Regions from separate parts of the Anas platyrhynchos genome. Here region 1 is linked to region 2. A link is a contact called in public Hi-C data. All regions are on one chromosome and are shown on one strand. Each heading gives the region's core, a stretch centred on a gene start, on an enhancer-like site or on the middle of the called end of the contact. The rest is flanking DNA. Distances are from core to core; before and after follow the strand shown.

Evidence for each region. A called contact is a pair of places that touch in the nucleus more often than the background predicts.
Region 1: a contact with region 2 is called in a Hi-C map of F5 follicle, with 2.4 times the contacts expected there. The contact joins the promoter of BMP4 here to the enhancer-like site in region 2. A contact is called at or near these places in 4 of 8 Hi-C or Micro-C datasets (F1 follicle, F5 follicle, liver and 1 more).

What each region holds. Positions count from the first base shown.
Region 1 is chr5:3,848,450-3,853,087 of IASCAAS_PekinDuck_T2T, reverse strand. BMP4 (bone morphogenetic protein 4) reads left to right here and starts at 2,573. Exons shown (of 2, transcript NM_001310789.1): 1 at 2,573-2,945; 2 at 3,908-4,638. The coding sequence starts at 2,573.
Region 2 is chr5:3,669,358-3,674,169 of IASCAAS_PekinDuck_T2T, reverse strand. No RefSeq gene overlaps it. Among named protein-coding and RNA genes, the nearest start is that of DDHD1, 24 kb to the right of the region's middle. Within about 2 kb of position 3,524, at least 2 of the 8 cell types and tissues checked have an H3K27ac peak or open chromatin away from gene starts, as enhancers often do. A contact at or near this core is called in F5 follicle, where this site is marked.

The DNA.
Region 1 (4,638 bases), core at 1,324-3,823, 180 kb before region 2:
TGAGCAGAAGCTACGTTCAAGGTAAATTGCTCTCTATGGGGCTAAGGAAATACAGCTTCTGTAGAAACGCGTTTCAGCTCCTTCAGTAAATGCTACACTATTTCCATCCATGGTTATTCCGTTGTGGTTTGGGTTATGTATTTACATTTTACGGAATAAATACTACAGCTTTCCCCATGACTAACACTTCTTAGTAACCAATAAGCTACTCAAATACACCATTGCCTCCTACAAGAGCCTAAACCACATCGCTCTCCGCTGGCTTTCTGTCCCCAGCTGGCCACCTCCTTGCACAGAGGCATGGTTAACCAGCATTACATAAGTAACTTTTTGGATCTCGCTTGAACGGGACGGCTTCCTAGAGGAGGCACTGGATGCTGTGGGACTGAATCCCTCAGCAACAAAACGTTTCCAGCGCAGCCGCTGTCTGATCCTACCCGAATCTGACTGAGGTCTTCAGGCGAGGAGAGTCACATCTCGCTGCTGCTCCCACAAAGAGGCAGCGAGTTGCTTTTCCCTATCCAGAGGTCTGTTTTCAGAGCAGCGTTGTGCAGGCCCTTGTGTAAACTTTGCTTTTAGACTGGAATATTTTCAATGAAAATGTTATTCGACTTTAAAAAGTTGCACAGCAGCTACTCCAAAAATTGTTTTCCCTTGTTAAGAATAACACACAGTGTGATACATTTGAAATGGTGATAGCAATATTTCACAAATTTTGATGGATTCATAGTCCAAATACCTTGCTAACAGATGTTTCTTTTAAACTCGGAGTGGTATAGGAATAACTCAGAGATATTACAGTGTCAGCACTGCCTTTTATCTGCGTGTGTCCTCTCAGTGACATCCCCGGGCTTTTGTAATGCACGGGTCAGGTCTGAGCTTTAAAAAAAAGAAGTGAAATATGAAAGGAAGTCCTATCTGCTGGCTGTGTGAGCTCCGGGGCAGTGCCTCGGGGCTGTGAGGAAGCTGACGAGCGCTGCCCCGCTCTCGCTCTCTGCTTGGGCACGGCGGCCTGGTGGTTTGTGGGACTCTGCTGCTTTCCACTCATCATTTCTCAGCCGGCTCTTGGTTGTGGTTCATCTGCCAGCTGGGGAGTCCCCACGGCCAACCCTCTGACCGTGTCTTTTGGTCTTAGAGTTTTACAAACCGGTCCCTCTGCGGACGATGCCTTGTCCAACCCAGAGGGGCACCTCAGCAAGGCAAAGGGATGGTGTTTTAACGCCTTGGTGGAGCTCTCTTTTTTTATCACAGGGTTGTTTCACTCTGCCTCTTGTCACTTTGTGGCTTCCCATCCTCTCCCAGGAGCTGCCATCTCCACACCTTGCTCACAGCATGCCCAGCTGATGTGTGACGGACCCAGACCCCACCAGGGAACAACCTTGAGCCCTGGGATGCCCGGCTTACACTCCTAACCCAAAATCTGGCCCTGCGAAGTGATCTTTGGCAATGCAGGCATTGAGCTGTGCGGCAGGAGCATCCTTCCTCCAGGTGAGCCTGTTGGTAGCCCTCCGTGGTGGCCACGTGCAGCCCCGGGGTGGCTCGTGAAGGTGTCCTTGTGGGGTCAGGGAACCTGCCTGGCTGTCACAGGGGGAAGAGAAGGGAGAGAAAACCCACAGGGCAGGTGGGGAGTGAAGACAGGGATCATTTGTGGCCCCTTCATATCCCTAGGGGCACCTCGCTGTGCCCAAAGGGTGCGAGCAGGGGGGACAGGGGGGCTCTCCCTACATCTCCAAGCAGCTCCACGCTCCCCTCACACGAAAGCAGAGCCACATCCAGAGCCCAAACTCCCAAACCCTCACCCCTCACCCCTTGGCTTTCCCTGGGGGTTGTGTGCTCAGCGCTGTCCCCCCCATTACCCCTCACACCCTCCCCAAAATCCAGCCCCCCCCCCCCCCCTCCTTCAGCCGCAGCCTGGCGGCGGGGCCGGGCCGGGGCCGTCCCCCCGCGGGGCCGGGCGAGCCGGGGGCGGGCCGGGGGGCGGCGGGGCAGGGCCGGGCCGGGCCGGGCCGTGCCGGGCCGGGCTAAAGGGGGGGTGTGCGAGGCTCCACGTGACGGAGGGGCCGGGAGAAAAACCGGGGCCGGCGGCGGCGGCGGCCGCACAGCGCCCGGGCGGCGATCGCGGGAGGCGCTCGGCAGCCGCTGCCCCGGGGGCTTTCGGCGCGCTGGGGCCGGCTCTGGCTCTCCAGAATCATGGACTGTGCTGATATGCCTTGCTTGCTGTCAGTGAGTACAGCCCTCTTCTTCCTCGCCGTGGCTTTAATTTTGATTTTCATTTTTTTTTTAATTATTTGAGTTCAACTTTTTTCTTCCAGCCGCCGGCGGCGGGACTCGAACCCGCGGCCGGGCGCCGCAGCCCCGCGATGCGCCCCGGAGCCCCCAACCCGCCGGGGGCTTCTTCCCCTTCCCTTTCCCTTTTACCCTTTTTTTTTTTTTTTTTTTCTTCTTTTTTTTTTTTTTTTTAAGTTTTCTCCTTCTTCTTCTTCTCCTTCGTCTTCTTCGGGTGGGGGGGCTCGCTTCTCACCCTGACTTTCCTTGTTGTTTGTTGTTGCGTGTTTCCCACCCCAGAGACACCATGATTCCTGGTAACCGAATGCTGATGGTCATCCTACTATGCCAAGTCCTGCTAGGAGGTACCAACCATGCTAGCCTGATACCCGAGACCGGCAGGAAGAAAGTCGCCGAGCTTCAGGGACAACAAGCCGGATCCGGACGCCGCTCTGCCCAAAGCCATGAACTCTTGCGGGGTTTCGAAACAACTCTGCTGCAGATGTTTGGGCTGCGAAGGCGGCCTCAGCCCAGCAAGTCAGCCGTCATCCCTTCTTACATGCTGGATCTCTACCGGCTCCAGTCCGGGGAAGAGGAGGAAAGCCTCCAGGAAATTAGCCTGCAGTACCCCGAGAGATCGACCAGCCGGGCAAACACCGTGAGGAGTTTCCACCATGAAGGTCAGTGATGGGAGGAGGTAGATTCCCAGCCCCGGTAGCGATTGGGATTTCCATGTGTTTGGAAGCTCACGAACGTGTTTAGAAGCAGGACGTGCCCGGCTCTAAACTTACGGGAGGAAAAACTCCCCCCCAAGCCTGCCGGGCGTGTGGCTGACAGGCACGCTGCCCCGTATTTTTTTTCCAGCATCCTGTGCTTAACCCGAGTTTTGGGGATATTTTGAGGTGCCCGTGCCTCTGCTGACAAGAGCGAGTTTCCTTCGGTCCCTCTGTCTCGGGGTCGCTCCCCGGGCTTGCGTGGATTTAATGGCTCTGGATCGGATGCGGGAGTAAAGCGAGGGCGGGCTCTCGCCCCTGGTGTGTTTCTTTTGAACTATCAAAGCGATCGCTGCCTGGTTTTGCTCTTAAGAAAAAAAAAAAAAAAATCCCAAAAACCCCTACTCGAATTTAATACTTACAGCTGTGTGTTTATAAGGTTTATTCAATAGGCCCTTGTAATCTGATCCAAATGTTTCCTAGCGGATGTTTCTTTTCCAAAGTAAATCTGAATTATTAATCCAGCCGCATCATTACGGCGCTGGAATTTGCTTCTCCTTCTCCCCCTGCCCCCTGCGCCCCGTAACAAGGCACCTCTGTGCTCCCTGGCACAGCACCGCTCCGAGGAGATGATTTTGGAGATGGAGCCCTGGGTTAGGGGGGGAGCAAAAGGGGAAAAACCTCCCTGAATATGAAAGGGAGAGGCGGGGAGGACAGACCCTGTCTGGGCACAGGCGTGCGGAGGGTGAGCGAGCGGTGCCAGCACCGCCGGGAGGGATGCGCGGGGGAGCGGAGCGGTGCCGGGCAGGTGAAGCACGGATTCGAGCCGTGGCCGCGCTGGGGAGCTGTGGCTGGGTGCCCTGAGGCTGACATACTCTTGTTTTTTTTCTTTTTTTGTACCGCTTTCCCCCTGCCCCGCTCCCCTCCAGAGCACCTGGAGACCGTCCCGGGCCCCAGCGAGGCTCCCTGGATCCGTTTCGTCTTCAACCTCAGCAGCGTGCCGGAAAACGAGGTGATCTCCTCGGCGGAGCTGCGGCTGTACCGGGAGCAGGTGGAGGAGCCGAGCGCGGCGTGGGAGAGGGGCTTCCACCGGATAAACATTTACGAAGTGATGAAGCCGCTGTCGGAGCGCGCCCAGGCCATTACGCGCCTGTTGGACACGCGGCTGGTGCACCACAACGTGACGCGCTGGGAGACCTTTGATGTGAGCCCGGCCGTGATCCGGTGGACCAAGGACAAGCAGCCGAACCACGGGCTGGTGATCGAGGTGACCCACCTCCACCACGCACAGACTCATCAGGGCAAACACGTCAGGATTAGCCGATCTTTACCTCAAGGGCGCGGGGACTGGGCTCAGCTCAGGCCGCTCCTGGTCACTTTTGGGCACGACGGGCGAGGCCACGCGCTGACCCGCAGAGCCCGCCGGAGCCCCAAGCACCAGCGTTCCCGCAAGAACAAAAAAAACTGCCGCCGCCATGCCCTCTATGTGGATTTCAGCGACGTGGGCTGGAACGACTGGATCGTGGCTCCCCCGGGCTACCAGGCGTTTTACTGCCACGGGGACTGCCCCTTCCCTCTGGCCGACCACCTCAACTCCACCAACCACGCCATTGTGCAGACGCTGGTCAACTCCGTCAACTCCAGCATCCCCAAGGCCTGC
Region 2 (4,812 bases), core at 2,275-4,774:
ACGACTGGATTCAATTTTCCATGGAAGATGACAATTAAAATTGCTTTCTTTGGTATATCCCATCCTTTCTGTTGTTTTTCTGTGCTCTCCAAGTGCAGAGCAAATTTAGGACGCCGAGCTCCTTTTCCTTCAAAATCTCACTTCCAGTTTCCATCTTATTAAAGACATGACTTAACTTTAATGTGTGTAACATAAACGGTATCATAAAGAGGAAGAATTAAAACAGCATGGGAACATTTGTAGTTTCAAGAGGGGGAAACAGCACAGCTTATTTCCTTTTTGGTTGTTGTTGTTTATCCAGCGGATAAACCTTGGCGTTCCTCTCCTACCGAATGCTTCGCCTGCCTTGCAATAATTGGGAATTCCACGTTTTGCAAAGTTATTATATTATATCCACAAATAATCCATCTTGTCAAGTCCATCTCGTACATCGAAGATAAAGTTGGAGCTGAGTCACTGCAGACATCTGGAGAAGGTTCATTACTTGTAATTGCGAGCCCCTCTGTTAATGCACCCCATGAGAAAGGAGCTGACAGGCTGCATATTTCTGCAAACTGTTCCCAGAAAGAACCAATTTCCTGACTTCCATGTGGTGTCAATAATATAGGCATGAGATGGAGCAGTGCTTATGAAATATTAAATCTGCTTACAGGACCCAGCTATAAGCAAATGCAGACCACCTGGGAGATGGAGGCTTGCGCTGGGTAAGCAGAGTTTGGCACTCACCTGGTACGCGAGACCGACGGGCTCTGATCGATGCATTTTGGCTTATTTGCCCCAAAACGTCCTGACAGGAGGGGAGGGGAGGGGGGAGAGAGGCAGTGGATGGAAGGGGTAAAACACATTTCTTCACGTTTAGGATTCAAACCTTTCAAATCACTGACATTATTAAATTTACAATCACGAGCAGCCGGAGATCTTATTATTATTCATCGGCGAAAAAAAAAAAAAAAAAGGCTGATATTTCATGGCTTTTGAGTTAGATCATTTTGCTTCGTGCCAATGAAAACAAAGCATTAGTGTTTTGATGTTTTAATATAATGATTTAATTCTCTCATTGATATTAGAACCCAGAAACCCAGCAAATGCAAAGACCCCTGTAAAATGCTCGAGTCGGGGCAGAGGCTCTTAAATCACTTCGGCGCCCCGACCTCCCGTTTCACAGCGTGTATTTTATGCCAGGGGCTTTGCAACGAGGGCATCCTCCCCGTCACAAACGTGCAGTTTGGTATTGCTAACCTGCATTTGGCCAGCCTGCCTGTGCAGACCGAGAAACATCTGGGCTCTTTTTTGCTGGCAGTTCCCTGACCTCGGAGCAGATCCGGCGATGTGAGCAGAAACGCAGTTTTTTTTCACTGGCTTTTCCCCAGTTTCTCCATTTTTTGTGTTCTGCCCCCAGAAGACAACCCAGCACCCAAGGCTGGGAGCTCGTGGAGATGTGGGCATGGGGAGAAACCATTTCTAACAGCATCGTGCCACCACCTACGCTGAACTCGGTGGAGGATGAGAGTTGCTCATGGTCCTGCAGAGCAGGAGCTTCCCAAGCCCCAGATGGGTGTAGGGACACAGGCTGAGGCCAGGCAGGCACCTCTAACCCATCCACCCCACATCCACCCCACTGCTGGGGGTTGTGGGGTGCACCCCCAGCCCGGCCCCGTGCTCCCAAACTGCGTATCACAGCCCGGGACATGGAGATTTGGGTGCAAATCAGTCTGGTCCCTTGGGCTCAAGGTGATGCTGGAGTGAGCACCTGCAGCCCTATAATCATGGGGATGCTCTTCCAGGTTCCCATGGGGACTCTGCTGACATATCCATACAGGATCAGCATCACTGCCTGCAGCCTGGAACGGGTACATCAGAATCACAAAAAAATAAAAATAAAAAAAATAAAAAAAATAATTTCCAGCCTGCGTCAAGCCAAAGGTGGAAAAACAAGTGCGAATTTTTGCTAATTTGTGTCTTTTAGATACAATCCACATATATGAGCTAAATTGCTTTTACCTGCCAGGGAAGATCTGCTGTGGCTGTGCAGAGCTGGCCTCCTGTCTGCCACCAGACGTCACTGGAGGATGTCAGCCTCTGGCTGCCACGTCCCTGAGCCTCCCGAAGGATATTTACCAGCGTTTCCGTCTAGTTACAGATGCCACACTCTGGCAATATGCGATGTTTCATGCTTCTCATGCAACGGGTGTCCTGAACTACCCAAACAAGGCAAATTGAAATGCGAATGAAATAAACAAGAGTGGCTCTTTGTGTTCCTCAAAAAAAAAAAAAAAAAAAAAGGCTCTGGTTTAATGAGGGATGGAGTCTGTTGCTCCTGACAGCAAAGACTCGTATTAAGTTTTGAAGAAGGCTCAGCCCAGCTGCTGGTGGTACGAGGCAGCGTTGCCCACCCACTGATGGCTTTTCACACGTCAGCATTTCCACAGACAGCTGTCCACGCGCAGCCCGATAAATGCCATGAATTCGGATGGCCAAGCAAGCACCCGTGGGGAGGGGGTTATGGCCATCTACCAGCCTCAGCAGTTTCCTTTTACACCTTCTCTTCTCCCAGCAAAAACTTGACACCACAAGACACATGGGATCATGACCTCTCTTTGAAGATAACTGCCCTGAGCACCGTGGCATCCATCCCTCCATCCCTCCATCCATCCCTCCATCCATCCCTCCATCCATCCATCCATCCATCCATCCATCCATCCATCCATCCATCCATCCATCCACCCACCCACCCACCCATCCATCCCAGCACGCTGTGGTGTGGCTCAGTCTCCCCTCCTGGCACTAGCGGGGCAGGGCTATATTTTGGGCTTGTGAGGGTTTGGGACACCTCAGCTGCTCTGTCTGGCTGCCCACCTCATCTCTTAGACCCCACATCCTTCCACCCTGGGTCCCATCCTGCCCGGCACAGAAGAGGTGCAGACAAAGACAGGGACATGCAGCACTGAATCTCACCAGCTGCTTATCACCTGGTAACAGGCTGTTATCTTTAGCAGAAAGCAGCAGCAGAAAGGGGACACCAGGTTCCCCAGCCCCAGGTCACCTCCCTGGCCCGTGCCGTTATCAGTTATCGGTGTCTGCAGCTCTCCAGGGGCTCCGTGAGCAGAGATACTCCTCACCTCCTGCAGATCACCTTACCCACCCACATCCCGAATCAGATGGGTGCTGAGGACCTTCAGCATGCCTCAAGTCTTCTGCAAGCAAAGGTTTGAGCTGCAACTCCCTAAACTATGCTGATTTACCCCAAAACAGGCCTGCCCCTGTGCACTGTAACGGGGCCCTACGTCCCTACACGCCTCATCACCCCCAGCCTCCCCTCTGCTTGCTCCTGATGGATTGTAGGGACTTTTTCACCACGTTTCCCGGAGTATTATAAAGCGTTATCTGAACGGGCCTCTTGCAAAAAAACACCATAAACCAAAGCCGTTCGGGTAACGATGGCCTTTTAGTCCAGTTTATCCCACACCAAACTCCATAAATGGCAACTTTGAAAGTTTCCCAGACCTTCACAGTAGACCTTGGAACTGTCTGCCTGATTTATCGGTTGTTTCACGACACATACATCTCCCCTATATAATCCTCGTGTTTTACTTATAAGCCGTATTATAACTGGGAATCAATCTTCTTTATTTGAACACTTAGGACAGATTCACACATCATTTCACCATTAATTAGGATAGACTCAGCCCCGCAGATCCTTGGGGTTTCGAGCCTGGCTGTGGTGTTTCACTTCGTTGCCCTGCTCGCATCACGTCCAAGACTCGCGGACTTCGGGGTTTTCTGCGGCGGCTTGAAGAAGAACACAGGTTGTTTCACTGCTGGTTATGAGACATGCTACCCGGCTCATTAATTCACAACAGCCCTTGTTTTCTCTGCCTTTTTCATGCTGATCCGATGCGTTTGTGAAGTCTGGGGTTGTACTGCAAGTGATTAATGCTGCAGTAAAGTCTAATAAACTGAGATTCCAACAAAAAGTGTGAAAAATGTAATCTCTAATGTTCTGAAAGCTTACATATGACAAAACCCATAAATCACCCTAGAAGTAGTCATTATGGTGAGTTACTAACTAGATTATACAGCTGCATTTGTCATAATTTCCCATTACGTAGAGAATAAACCTATCAGCCTGATTTATGGCAGAGGGCTTCACAATATGGGAACTGGGACCTGTGCTGTTCTGTGGCAAACGAAGAGAAATGTTGTGTCTGCTCAACGGGAGGATGGAAAAGAAGGGAGGGGAGATCTTCCCTTTAGCTCGTTATCACTTGAAAGCACTGACTCGGGGGCAGTGAGGCCGTGGAGTGGACTCGGGTTTGTGTCCATGGGATGGCAAGAGAAAGGAGCCAGCCTTCTGTCCCAGCAGCAGCAGCAGAACATGTTCCCCACGTGTGTGGGGAGGGCAGGAGCTGGGAAAGCTTCTGGGGCAGCCAGAGTTGGTTATAGGGAAAGTGGGAGCCTGTCCACTTTTGCACAGCCTGCCCACTTTTACGGAGGAGAGAGCAGGAAGGGCAGGTGGGGGCAAAAATGCTCAGCCTCACATCATGGAAGAGAATTTGACCAATTCAAAGAAATGGCCTCGTGCCCAAGGACAGGCTGCTTTTCTCCAGAGGTCCAGTGACTTTTTCAGACCACTGCAGACCACTTACATGCTCCTCTGGTGACCTTGGTGTTGCCACGCCATTCTGGATTGCACGAGAATTTCTGCAGTGATTTGAGATAATTCCCAGCCCCTCCACGGAGGGGAATGTCGAGCTGAAGCAGCTGATTTACTCGCGAGCGCAGCTGATGAAGGCAACATCAATAAGGACACTT